Regions from separate parts of the Sus scrofa genome. Here region 1 is linked to region 2. Evidence: chromatin contacts called from public HiChIP or PLAC-seq data. All regions are on one chromosome and are shown on one strand. The core of a region is the stretch at or near the end of the contact, and the rest is flanking DNA. Distances in the headings are between cores, read along the strand shown.

The links. HiChIP or PLAC-seq counts read pairs in DNA pulled down with a chosen protein or histone mark.
Region 1: an H3K27ac HiChIP or PLAC-seq map of alveolar macrophages shows a contact between it and region 2. The contact joins two enhancer-like sites. A contact is called at or near these places in 4 of 47 Hi-C or Micro-C datasets (adipose tissue, blood, epiblast stem cells and 1 more) and 1 of 2 datasets of contacts at active chromatin or transcription factors (alveolar macrophages).

What each region holds. Positions count from the first base shown.
Region 1 is chr1:39,907,611-39,913,948 of Sscrofa11.1, reverse strand. It overlaps PKIB (cAMP-dependent protein kinase inhibitor beta), which reads left to right. Exons shown (of 5, transcript XM_021088793.1): 5 at 1-196. Among named protein-coding and RNA genes, the nearest start is that of FABP7, 35 kb to the right of the region's middle. Within about 2 kb of position 4,633, at least 6 of the 83 cell types and tissues checked have an H3K27ac peak or open chromatin away from gene starts, as enhancers often do. A contact at or near this core is called in alveolar macrophages, where this site is marked.
Region 2 is chr1:39,835,837-39,842,749 of Sscrofa11.1, reverse strand. No RefSeq gene overlaps it. Among named protein-coding and RNA genes, the nearest start is that of SMPDL3A, 30 kb to the left of the region's middle. Within about 2 kb of position 3,424, at least 3 of the 83 cell types and tissues checked have an H3K27ac peak or open chromatin away from gene starts, as enhancers often do. A contact at or near this core is called in alveolar macrophages, where this site is marked.

The sequences.
Region 1 (6,338 bases), core at 3,384-5,883, 70 kb before region 2:
GCTTTAGTAAATTTTGATTTATTAGACATTTTAGGAAAATCATAGAATTCTGAATTTTTAAAGAAAATCTGACTAATGAATTTATTTTTATTTTCAGATATATATGCATGCAGTGATATTTTATTTCATTGTTGACTTAGGACATGTCTGTATACAGTAATCAAATAAACTCACTATTAAAGAAACTTACTACTGACATAAGCCTCCTTCATTTTATCTCCTACAGTATACCAGCTGAAAAATGGTGATGCATTTTAAAGAAGTTAACTGTCTTTGCAGTATAAAACACCTCCTGCTTATCATTTCATTGACAAAATTTACCTTTACATCTGAGATATACCAGAGGGATAAATTTCAAAGAATCTAGTTAAGTTCTTAAAACATAAATTTTCCTTTAAAAATAATCAAAAATAATATTTTACATGTAGCACTAATGTAACATTCACTAAAATGTCTTATAGCTGTTAAAATTAGATTTGGGGACATTATTTAATGGCATGATACTATATAATTAGTATAAAGACGGGTTAGAGTAGAACAGTGGTTTTCCAATTTGCCTCCTGGAGGACATTTGGTAGCATTTGGAGACATTTCTAGTTGCCACTAGTAGGGGAAGGGGCCAGGGAGAGAAGGTGCTACTGGCATCCTAATGGGCAAAGGCCAGGGATGCTGCTAAGCATCCTTTAGTCCTCCAGGGTAGACCCGCATAATAAAGAGTTGTCCAGCCACCAATGTCAATGGTGCTGAGGATGAGAAAGCCTGGAAGAGAGTTAAACTGTCTAACACATGGATTTTGTGTTCAGATGACCTGGGTTTGAATTCTAGCTATGCTACTCACCAGCTGTATGATCTTGGGCAATTTGCTTTATGTCTCTAACTTTTATCCTCTTGGAATGGTATTAATAATAGTACATACTTTATAGGGTGAGTGGAAGTAATAAATGCAATAGAATATGTAAGACACTTGGCTAATGCTTGGCGGAGAATAAGTGTTCAATAAATACTAGCCATCATCATTATCATCATCATATCATCTTTATTCTAGAAGTTTTTGTATTTTCTGGTGGTGGAGATGATGGGCAGCTGGATTTGTTAACTTGGCTATCTCTGCCTTCTTCTGTGATTTCACAGACATCCCCAATCTTAGTGCTGGGAGAAGACGCTGATGGAAATTGACAATTCATGGTAATTACCATGGTGTCTATTCAATCATGCTTATGAGCTGCTGACAGGTGATGAGTATTACCCTTTAACAATGAGTCACCTCATTAGTGTTTTATGACAGTTACTGACACACAACAGAATTTTGAGTTGTTATTAAATGAATAATGTGTTCCATGAAAACGTAGAAGAAAAAAAAAAGTAACAGCTCTTGGGTCATGGTTATGTGATATTTATCTCTTACTTAGAAGACCAGAAATGTGGCCAGGTCCCTCCTTGTTGTTGCTAGTAATAGCATATATTCTTAATCTTGTATATCCAAAATCACTTTTTCATCATAACACACACAAATGTCCCATTTTATACATATAATAAGTTGTATCACACAGGGTATAAGCCATGTTGATTATTTGATAACAAAAGGATCTTTTTGGTTGAGAAGGAATCCAGACCAGAAGAAGAGGTCAGTAGTAGTTTAAAAACAAAATTGAAATCGACAACCAACTTCTTAAAAAATCACGCTGTTTGGGGGAACCTATAGTGTTTTGTAGTAGCAAGTAGACACTTTCAACAAAGACTCTAGTTGGGACTTACTGAAGAAAATCTCCATGCTCATTTTTGTTACTGTTTCTTTACAAGCCACTTGCTTTAGTCAGAAGCTATAAGACTTAATGCTGCCGAAGAAACCAGGATGAAAGAGGATGATAAAGGGGCTCTCTAGAAGGAGAAAGAACAGAAACCATTCCAAGTCATGTGCCCAGACATTTTTTTTTTGTGATCTGGGCTGGAAAGGTTTGAACTTTCTCAGATATGAGTGCCTGCAGGGGGAGGTATCCTATATGCAAAAGGAAACACCGCATTAGCTTTCAGTTTTGCTAGGTCAGGTGGCTTGGGCAGCTTGGGCAGATGATGGTGGAGAGAGAGAGAAAGGGAGAGAACAAGGGGAAGAATTACCAGGCACACTAGCCTGTTGCCTTTTCTGTGGAACCTGGCAGCTTAAGTTCAAATTACAGCTCTCCATTTGTACTCGTGACTTTGGTTATTTTACTGTGTTTCATCTTCTCTACTGTGTAAAATGGTGAGTTATTATGAGAATTTAGTGAGTGAATACTGATAAATTGCTAAGGAAAGTGCCTGACAAGTAACAAAATCTTATTATTAATTACTATTATTATCATTATTAATTGCATGAGCATAAAGGGAGGTAGAGACTTCAAGGTGAATGTCCTAGGTCTATTGATTCTTTCCACGTTATTTGCCAAAGCAGATTTTTCTCTTATTCCTTTGCTCTCTTTTCTTTCTCCTTAGCTAGAAAAGAAAATAGGACTGATTAATCAGAATACATACCATTTTTTTTCCAGAGTTATTGATGATGAGTCTTAGAACATCAAAAATCTGCAGCTATTTGGAAGCATTGGCTCAAACAAAGGACTAAAGGGAATGTGTTGTTGCTACCTGTCAAAATCCTGGAATGGATTTCTCATTGAGCACACGGTAATAGGAAAAATTATTATAGTCAGACTTTGAGTGCCTGGTGATTACTAAGCACCATAGTAAATCCTTTTGAAGCTTCATAATAATAATCATACAAAAGAGTTGTTAATATTTCTCATTTTACAGATGAAGAAAATGGATTCAGGGAGTGCCTTTGGGAGTTCACTCAAGTGAGAAAATGGGACAGGGCTCTCAGAACCAAAATGTGCACTGCCTCTGCACTAAATGGCCCCTCTGCCTCAGACCATCTCATCCACAAGTTTTATTAAATTTGTCTGCATTCCACTCAGGAATCCTAAGAATACTAAAAGGTTGTACATAAGTGGAAGAGCATTGAATATCTTAGCACAAGCAGTTTTATTTATTTGCTTGGCATTCACTCATTTGTTCACTCCTTTCATTAATTCGTATTTTACCTAAGTCCAGAAAAGGTTTTAGAGGGTAAGCACAATTGCCACTTAATTTGCTGTAACTGACGACACTCTGTAGGAATAGAAAATTGGTGAGGAGCCTGTGGCTCTTTGGGGTAGGAGGTAGTAACTGGAAGTGAGGCAAAGGGGACAAAGCTGAACTGGAGAGAAGAGAGGCCCCACACCCAAACTTAACTCAGTTCACGTTTGTCCTGGGGCCATGCCTGAAAAGGGCACACCGGCATTCCATGGAAGACAGAAAAATAATCTGGCATGAACTAACTGTTAAGTGTCTTAAAAGGAAGGCCACATAGGCAAAAGCACTGATCTCCCTTGTTCTCTAATGTAGATCACAGAGTGAGTAATGTTTGGCCAGTACTGATGGCAGAGAAGCGTCTAGAGCACTAGATAAGGGATGGGAATGGCTGCAGAGCTCTCAGGAACCATTCTTCTCAGAGCTGGAAATTACAAAAAAGTGCTTGCTCCAACTTAGGGTGTATGGAATTGACTTTGGAAGCTCTGTAAAAGCTCACACGGTGCTTTAGATATATTAGACATTCAAAATTCCTGTTTTATAATAAAATGTTCACCTAAATTGGATTTCCATTCGTGAAAGGGATTTGTTCTTTAAGTCTTTCATTTCTTTGATATTATAATGTTGGGGAGAACAATAAGACAAGCAGAGGGAAATCTGTCAGTAAATGTGGATTTGGTTCTAGGATTTTGACTTAAATTTAACCTAAATTGGCCTCTAGGTAAATCATTTTCCTCTTCTATTTTTATTTTTGAAAATGACTCAAAATCAACACTAGGTGGAGCCGGCATCACACTTGTTACTAATTTAACTGAAGTCCAATTTAATCCAATTCCCTAAGGTTTCCACTTTGTTTTGTTTTGTTTTACCAATTCTGCCACTTGTGTTAGTCAAGATTGGTTCAAAAGCAACAACAATAAACAAAACCCGCATTATTTCAAACACGGTTTTTCTGAGACAGTTTAGAATGGAAGTTATAATATCGTGCTTATCTCTGGCTATTATTTAGGGCACTCTATGCTCATAGATACCAAAAGAGGGTGCTATAATACATTTTTAAAATGTACTTCTTGGGAATACAAAAGCTACTTCTTCCATGCAACAAAAAGTTCTTTTCTGTGTAACAGGGTTGACTGGATTTATTTCTTTTTAAAATTTAAGATAGCTATACACAAATGATTTATTCATTAAAATAAAATTTAAAACAGTTCTCAATTCTTCAGATTCAAAATTAACCTTTGATTTTTTTTTTTCCAAGTTAAAAGCACTATTTTCAATTGTGACTTTGAGACTTTGAAAAGCCTCCGCAGTAAATGATCTGTGAATGTGTGGCTTTATTCTTGATTTAATTCAAAATATCTTCTATCACTTAATAGTTTCTCCCTCCACTTAGGAGAAAAATGGGTCTCATGAAAACAGAATGGAGGTTAACTAAGTGATTATTCCTGGTCTTCCAAGGGCAGGAAGAGAAATAGGTAAAACTTTTCCCACAAATCCCACTGGATGTTGTGTGGGAAAGTTGAGTGCACAAAGGAGACGCTGGTCAAAGAGTCTTGGCAAGGATCCTGCTGGGACAAGAGACTCTGAGCACTGCTTCTTGATATCTCTGGAGGGCTTTCACAAGACTAAAGGTCACATTCAGGCATGGGCCACCTTTGGGGGAGGCGAGGGTGGAAGATAAAGCTTAATATTAATGAATTAGCAGCTAACCCTTCATATGCATCAAAGACTATGGCCAGTGCTTTCTGCCTGTTAATTGATTGAATTATCACCACAGCCCTACATATCCTAAAACAGGCCTGGAGAAGGCATTGCCCAAGGTCATTCTGGTGTAAGTTTGCAGATCAGGCCTCTCCAAAATGCACCACTTTGGCATGTTAATTATTTAGCACTAAAGGCAATGCAGACCCTGAGGGCTCAAGAGAAACTACTGTATCTCCCTTAACTCCCTAGGAGAATTCAAATTCGGGATTTCTCCTAGAAAAAGAGTTCTTACCAGAGATAAATTTTATCTAAGTAGCCCCATCTATATGGCAGGGCAAACATTTTATTACCCAACTTCTGTTCTTCTTATCCTCCAGACCCTCCTGTCCTCAGAGGCCCCAGGCCCCTACCCCATTCCCTAGTTTGTTGAACCTAGAATCTGTGCTTTTAACCACTAACCTACATCATCTCCCCAAATGAGGGCAAACACAGAGTGCTTACCAAATGCCAGGCACCGTTATTCTTCTAAGTTTACCCATGTTAACTCTTATTTCTCATGACTCCATGGGTATTATTGTTCCCATTTTATAGTGAAGGAAACTGAGGCACAGATCAGTCAAAAGGGTAAAATGATGATCAAACTTGAGGGTGTGCTCTAAAGAAAAGACTTTAAAACAGTCAGGATACTCAGCAGGTGCAGAATTCAGCTCTGAGCCCCTTACCATAACTTTCTTCTTTTCCTTGGAGTTCCCTTACTTCCATTGATGTTGTCCCTGCTGGTTGCCCCCGACCCCCAGCTTGCCACGTTGCCCCTTTTTGGTGGCTTTGGTTTAAGCTTGGGGATGAGCCTCTTCTCTTGGTGCCTCTTGTCTCTCCTTGGATTTAAACAAGATGTATGACACAAAATATAGAGAACAAGAAATACTGACTTCTTCTGCAGGAAGTAGAGCTTTCACTGAAGCCTACTGGCTTCCCAGCTCCAGCCTGCCCTCTGCAGACACCACCTTCCTACCAGGTGCCCCCCTCCCCTCTCCGGCCAAGATGGCTTTGAGTCTTCTCCTTCCTACTGGTAATTAAATGAATGGTTCCACTCTCCTAGTGAGAATGCCTGCTTGCTTATAGAAATGGGATGATTAGATGTTTAGCCAGGAACCAGTGTGAGGGGAAGTGAGGAGGGCATAGACCCAGAAGATAACTAATTAGTTACCCATTAACAAAAATTGTGCCCAGGAGTAACCAAAAGTCCAGAAGGGGAAGAAAAGAGAAGTTCTTTTCCATTCAGAGATTCTTTTCAAATACAAGGATTCTTTATATCTTGGAACTTTAGCTTTCTTATATGTAGAATAAAGTTATTGAAAAGTCTTCTAAATCCTACCTAGCCCAGGAACTTCCACATGCTGTGGATGAGGCTAAATAAATAAACAAATAATAATAGGGATCAGGTGGGGTGAGGAGGTCTCTGACTTTTGGACTTATTTTAAAAGATATTTTAAGAGAATAGATTTGATTATCAGCAATAATAGCATATGTATTTT
Region 2 (6,913 bases), core at 2,175-4,674:
TCCTCATTCCAGTTGAGACAGAGAAGATGGATTCCAGCATTGGCATTGGCTGGTTGGGGAAAGGCAACTGAGAAGGGAAGTGGGAATTTTGAGACATAAGAAATGAAGGGTAGCGTGTCCTCTTACATTGTGGTAGTGAGGAGGGCTTAGTGACTGAGGAGGTCACTGGGAGGTGATATGATAAATTAATGAGGCCAGGGACTCTAGTCTGAAGTATTTTCAGTCTGGTCCCAGCTCCTCCACACATTTCAAGTGTAGTCAAGGTATTTACCTCTCTGTAATTCAATTTATCTCATCTATTAAGATCACCTGATTTATAACATTGTTGCAGGTATTACATGAAAATGGAAAGTACAGAGCTCAGTTTCTGGACATTGTAAGAATTATGTAAGTGTTATAAATACTGATATGATTTTTGGCATTATTAAATGCCCAGTATGAACAAAGTAGATTTGATAGGGGCTTGGAAATATAGAAGATGGAAGATGAAGTTAAGGAAAACAGAATCTCATATTTTTAAATGTTGCTCTGGGAAACATTCTCTTTATACACAAATAAAACCATAACCATTGTGTTTTGTATTGCCCAAATCTCTCTACAAATATATATCGGGTTTCTATAATGTTCTAGACACTGTTCTAATTCCAGGTATAGAGCAAATCAAAGCAAAGGCAAAGATTCCTTCCCCTATGGAGCTCATTCTAGCATGTGTGTTAGTGTGATGGGTGTGTGTGTGTGTGTGTGTGCATGTAAGTACAGTTTACTGGGAACACTGATTGCCTTTGAACCACATTGTGCAGAATTAAAACTGATTTAATATTAAAATAGTTTTAACAGGATCACTTTCATTACAATGGACTTTATTCAAGTCACAAAATAAAAGTGTCAGAAATACAACTACATTACAAAGATGTCCACTTAAGCCTTCAATATTTGGGAAGAATCACGAAAAGTTGCTAACATGATTGCTTTGTCTAAAACCACGTAATTGCAAAAACATGGAAATGGCTGCACAACATAGAAGAGAACCCTATGTTCTGATTAGTCTGTCAGGCAGATTTTATTATTTTGCAGATTAATACTGAGGTTCTTGCTGGATACAACTTACAGTATCCCTTTTAATGTGTGTGTCTTGGAAGCATTTATTCTCAGATCACTCAGACAGCAATAGAATTGTGCTGGGAACAAGGACTGGAGTGACATGGAACATTTTGCTCTTGTCTTCATTTGTCTTCTTTCCTGTTAAGCCTGCAAATTACTGCTGAGTAGTATCAAAGCACCATAGCTGCAGCCTAAGGCAGTTTCTATTCACCTGAAAATTCATTCATCATGAATTCCCTTAAAATCTATCTGGACTCTTTAGCTGAAATATATGTAGTTTCTTATAATCTGTTACTTGTTTTGCAAGGGTTATTAGCACTGGTTTTAATATACATGGATATTCAAATCCTTTGAAAATAAGAAAGTCGCTCTATTCATTATCATAGTTTTAATGGCTATGTTTGTTACAGAAGAAAGAACATCTGAATAAGAACACACCACACACACACACACATATGTATATATACACACACACAAGACTTCCCATTGTGGCTCAGCAGGTAATGAACCCAACTAGTATCCATGAAGATGTTTGTTGGATCCTTGGCCTCACTCAGTGGTTTAAGGATCCTGCATTGCTGTGGCTCTAGTGCAGGCCAGCCCCTGCAGCTCCAATTGGACCTCTAGTCTGGGAACTTCCTAAAAAAAAAATCAAGGAATATATATATACATATATGTATATAACTGAAGCACTTAGTTATAACCTGAACTAACACAACCTTGTAAATCGACTATACTTCAATTTAAAAAAAACAACACTGGCTAGATTAAAAAACAAACAAATTCTGAAATCCAGTATGCTAAATAGAAAGAGTAACAGCTTCCTGATTAGAATTTGGCACTGACTACTCTAGGGCCTTTCCTTCTTGCTTCTTGGTAGCAAGTGAGTTGACCACCTCAGCACATGAACTTTCCTGTATTACAATGAACGGCTCTGGAAGCTGAAGCTTACAGTATCTTGCACATACACAACATAGTATCTCTGATGGGATATTTTTAAGTCACCAACAGTGAAACACTGAGTTTTGGTCAATATGATCTTAGATATCAGGTTGGACAGCACATTGCTGTTTATCTCCTAGGCTAATGTTAAATATACACCAGACACATAGTAAATGGGGCTCTGCTTGACTTGAGCTGATACCTCGCTTTATCTCTATTCTTTGGTTGTCTGAGATGCTAAAACAACAGATTGTGGCAAAACCCACACTCTTCCACAGGCAGTAGTGTTGGGGCTCACGCTACCTTCATTCTTACAGAAAATTTTATCTCTGAGGATTATATCTCCCAGAGTTCTACAAACATTTCTCCTCATTTTTTGCCTATTTATTTTCTGGAGGTTTTAGTCTAATTTTTATAGAGTGAGATGTGATGACTAAGGATGAGGGAAACTGATTCTCAGGTTGCTGCCCTCAGGCTGGAGAGAGGTACCTGCCATGATTTCTAGTTGGTGAATGTCTTGTGCTTCTGAGCCAGTGGCAGACATGGGGTTAAGGCAAAGATTTCTTTTTTTTTTCTTGCAAAGCAGCAGGTTTACATTGCTTGATTGTATATTGTGCAGAAATCAGTAATTGTTCTTTCTATCAATTTAGCAGTTCAAATTCTTTCCAATTCTGACAACAGGATGACTCCTAGTCTTGGTTAATTATTCTTCATGAAATATTTATGGAATTCCTCCTACATCTTAGTTGCTGTTTTAGGTACAGGGGAAAGTACCAGTGGCAATATGGTGAGCTGTTAGACAGATGTTATTTGACACTGAAGTTCAACCTAAGACACAGAAGGCATATAGAATGAACTTAAAATTTTAAAGCTTTATCAGTTCAATATATTTTAATATCTATAAGTTGATCATTAAGGAAATTAAAGTTCTTAAATAATACTGTACAACTTTCAAAATAATAATTCTTTAGGTCTTTAATGTTAAAAAAGGATTTTAGCCCACCTACACATTATTTATGCACAGAGTTGACTCAGAAAGATTAAGGAAGCTGCTCAAGGGATATGCCCAAGTAAGTAAAGAAGCTGAAACTCAACCCACACCTTCTGACTCCAAGTTTAGTACTATTTCCATTATACTAGTCAAATTTGCAGTTTCCAGCACTTTCCACGTTGATGTATAATTCATTATGTTCACAGGGCAACAGATAACAAATTCTTCTACTAAAACAATTTCAGTTGTTTCACAATTGAGTTAGACAGTAGATTTTTTCCAAGACTGTCAGTATTTCAAAATACATTTATTCAGTAACCTCTTGCCACTTTCCTGTTCTAGATCTCAGAATCAACATTCTTCTGAGGCTACATGCCTTTTTATGAGGAAACACTCACTTGGTTGCTGATGAGTTGAAAATACAACCAAGGCTTCCTGATGTAGTCTTGACCTGCTTCATTAAACTAAAACTTCTGTTTTATATTTTGATTTCCTTTTTCTCCTGACCAAGATATAGAAATCATGTAAGAGTTTATCCTTTTTCTATTAACTTTTCAAGTATAAGAGTTTTTTTTTTCAATTGATTTTTTATATGCTAAATGAATCATTGCTTTCAATATGTTGCTTGAAATCTTTTTTTGTCTTTTTTTTTTTTCTTTTGGGGCTAAACGCGTGGCATATGGAAGGTCCAAGGCCAGGAATCAAATCCGAGTTGCAGCTGTGGCTTATACCACAGCTGTCGCAACGCTGGATCCTTAACCCACTTCACTGGGCCAGGGATCAAACCAGCACCTCAGCAGTGGCCTGAGCCACCGCAGAGGCACCCAAGATCCTTAACCCTCTGTGCCACAATGGGACCTCCTATCTTTTCCTTTTTAGAGTTCATTATATATTTAACTAAGTTCAGTCAATTCACCCACATGCACCTACACACACATAGTAAGGTACTGTCATGAGAGGAAAGAATTTTCACTCAAAAATGAGAAATGACAGCATCCAAACCTTTTATATTTTCTACTAATATAACTTTTTCAAAAGATATTGAAGTGATTTTTTAACCATCACATAATAATTATTCCAAGCAAGTACAACAATGGATGCTGAAACTTGGATGAAAGTTTGAAGAGGAACAATATATTGCATCATCGTATTGCTACAGATTACAAATTGATTATCAAAGTTAAAATAGTAGCTTCATAGTCCAGAAACCTGGCAGATGCTATCTCAACCAAGTACTCATAGTCACATGTCACTGATAAATAAGTGAGCTTCCTATTGTGATCAACTAATGATATATACTTCTGCCTGAATGACATAAAATAAACATACACATAAGGAAACATCAGACAAATACACAATGAGGGACATTCTACAAGACAACTGGATAGTAATCTTCAAAAAGGTCAATGTCATGTAAGAAAAAGAAAGATTGAGGAATCATTTCAGATTAAAGGAGACTAAAGAGACTCGGCAAGTAAATGGAATGCAAAGTCCTGGACTGGGACAAAAATTTCCATAACGAATATTACATGGATAATTGGTGAATAATGAAAATAAGCTGTATATTTTATAATATTGCATTACGTAAAACCTCATAAATTTGATAATTGTATGTGGTTATGTAAGAAAATGCCTTTGTTCTTGGAATAAATGCTGTGATATTTAGGAGGTAAAAGGTATGATGTTCGCAACTAACAAACAGTTTAGGTAAAAAACTAGCACTCACACACACCAACATGCATACCTATGTCTGTATACATATACAGATATATACACATAAAATAAAATGTTGAAAAGTAAAATAAAATGTGAAAAAGTTAATTCAAGGAAAACTTCCAAGCTGAAAACCAAAACAAAATGAAGCAAAAGAAAGTGAAAGTTATTAAAGCCACAACTGTTGTTTTTTTCTTCAGTCTGTCTTAAAAAAATACTGGCATGCTTAAATCAAGTCTAAAGATCAGGGGCAACATTTTGGAGGTTGTTTTATTTATGCCCTTCTTACTATCTAAAATGTCCATTTTTTGCTTCAGTGACATCAGCTATTTCTTAATTGTTTTAGGTAGCTTATAAAATTTTACACACAACGTGACTTAGTTATGTCATCTTGAGCTTTTTTCACTCTCTTGCTATACTCACCATTTAGGCAGACTGTTTTGTTGCTGTAATACAGGGAACCTTTTGATCTCATACCACTCCATCCCTGGTGCCTTTATGTAATCTCCATTCACACTGCATGTTTAGCATTGCCTGTCATGAGGCTGCCTGAACCATGGTAACCCCTTGTAACTCAGTAAACAATGGAAAATAGATGGATCATTCTTTCTAGCAGCATGTTGTGAGGTAATTGGCTTTCATTACAGGCTTTCTTGTGGAGGGGATAGGGATTAGATGCTATAAACACAGGGTAGAATATATCTGCTCTCCCTAAAGGCCAAGTTCAAGGCTATATGAATCATTCTTACTTTCTCACAACTGTTTTTCAGTTTCTTTCTGAGCCTTTAAAACAGACGACTCCTCTTAGCATGGCTTCTTGCCATTTTCAACATCTCTCTTAAGGGATTCTCATTCCTCTATTTAAATGATCATAAAGAAAATATTTCTTTCTTTCATGTGTTAATGCAGCAATGAGTAGCTAGAAGCGATATGACTACAAGTTACATTTTCCTGGGAAGAAAAGACTACTTCTCTCACATTTTCCTTTGGAGCTTAGAGGAAAAAGAAAACAAAAAGCTTTCTTTTGTGTGTGTGGTTGTGATTACCAAATGCCTTACACAAAAATCAATCAAATGCACTAATATATATATATATATATATTTAAATTTTAGTGTTTTTATTGAGTAAACTGGCAATTTATAATGAAGGAATTTACTCAGGACCACTGTAAACAGTATGTTCATGTTATCAGTGACCCGGATTATTTTCATCATTTCCTGGTGCTTCTTGTTGCTATGACATCACTTTGTCTGAAAGAAATGCTCTCTTTAGCAACAGGAAATTTTTGACACACTTGGTTTCTGATGGAGAGTTTTCAGGCAGATTTAATCAGTCATCTGTGTCTCTTTTACTATTAAATACACTACAAGCATTTTCCCTTTGCTGCATTTCTCTTTGAAGCATTTTTTTTTTTTTTAATTTGTTCTGGGGGTGAAGTTTGGCTGTGCCTATGGCATGTTTAAGTTCCTGAGCCGGGGATCTGAACCTGAGCCACAGCAGTAACCCAAGCCACTGCAGTGACAATGCCAGATCCTTAACCTACTGCACCACAAGAGAACTCCAGAAATGATTTGAATTTATATTTAAATAGTGGTTTTATTTGGCCAAGGAAAAGCTTGAAAATCCGTCTTTTGTTGCAAATGAAGAAGCTCTTTGGTATGCAGGTAATTGTGAAAAGAATTCCTCTGTGATTTGTAATAAGAAGTTGGGGCCTTGTCCAAAAAGTTCAAGAATTGGCGTGTGTGTGTGTGTGTGTGTGTGTGTGCGCACGTGCATTAGCATTATTTTTGTTTGTCTAAATATAGATGGAAGAGCTTGATGGAATGGAAATTCCTCATATGTATTCTACTTCTAGAATTCTATGACCATAACAACTTTAAGCCTTGAAGACAGTATGCTTACATGCGCAAATAATGCTAAGGCATTCCCTGATGCACTCTGCCCAAAATTTAACTACCTAAGGAAGCACATGAAATAAAAGCATCAAATTCTCTTCCTCTGTCCCAGTCATAATCATGTTTCTCCCACTTTATAAAGAAAAGCATTCTTCTCCTCCATCCAGGATCTTTCTGTGGGTCATGACTCCCCCATGTAAAAATTTACTGGATATCAAATAAAGGGACACTTAAAAATATGACAGTGTCAAGAAAGTGTATATCCTTAATG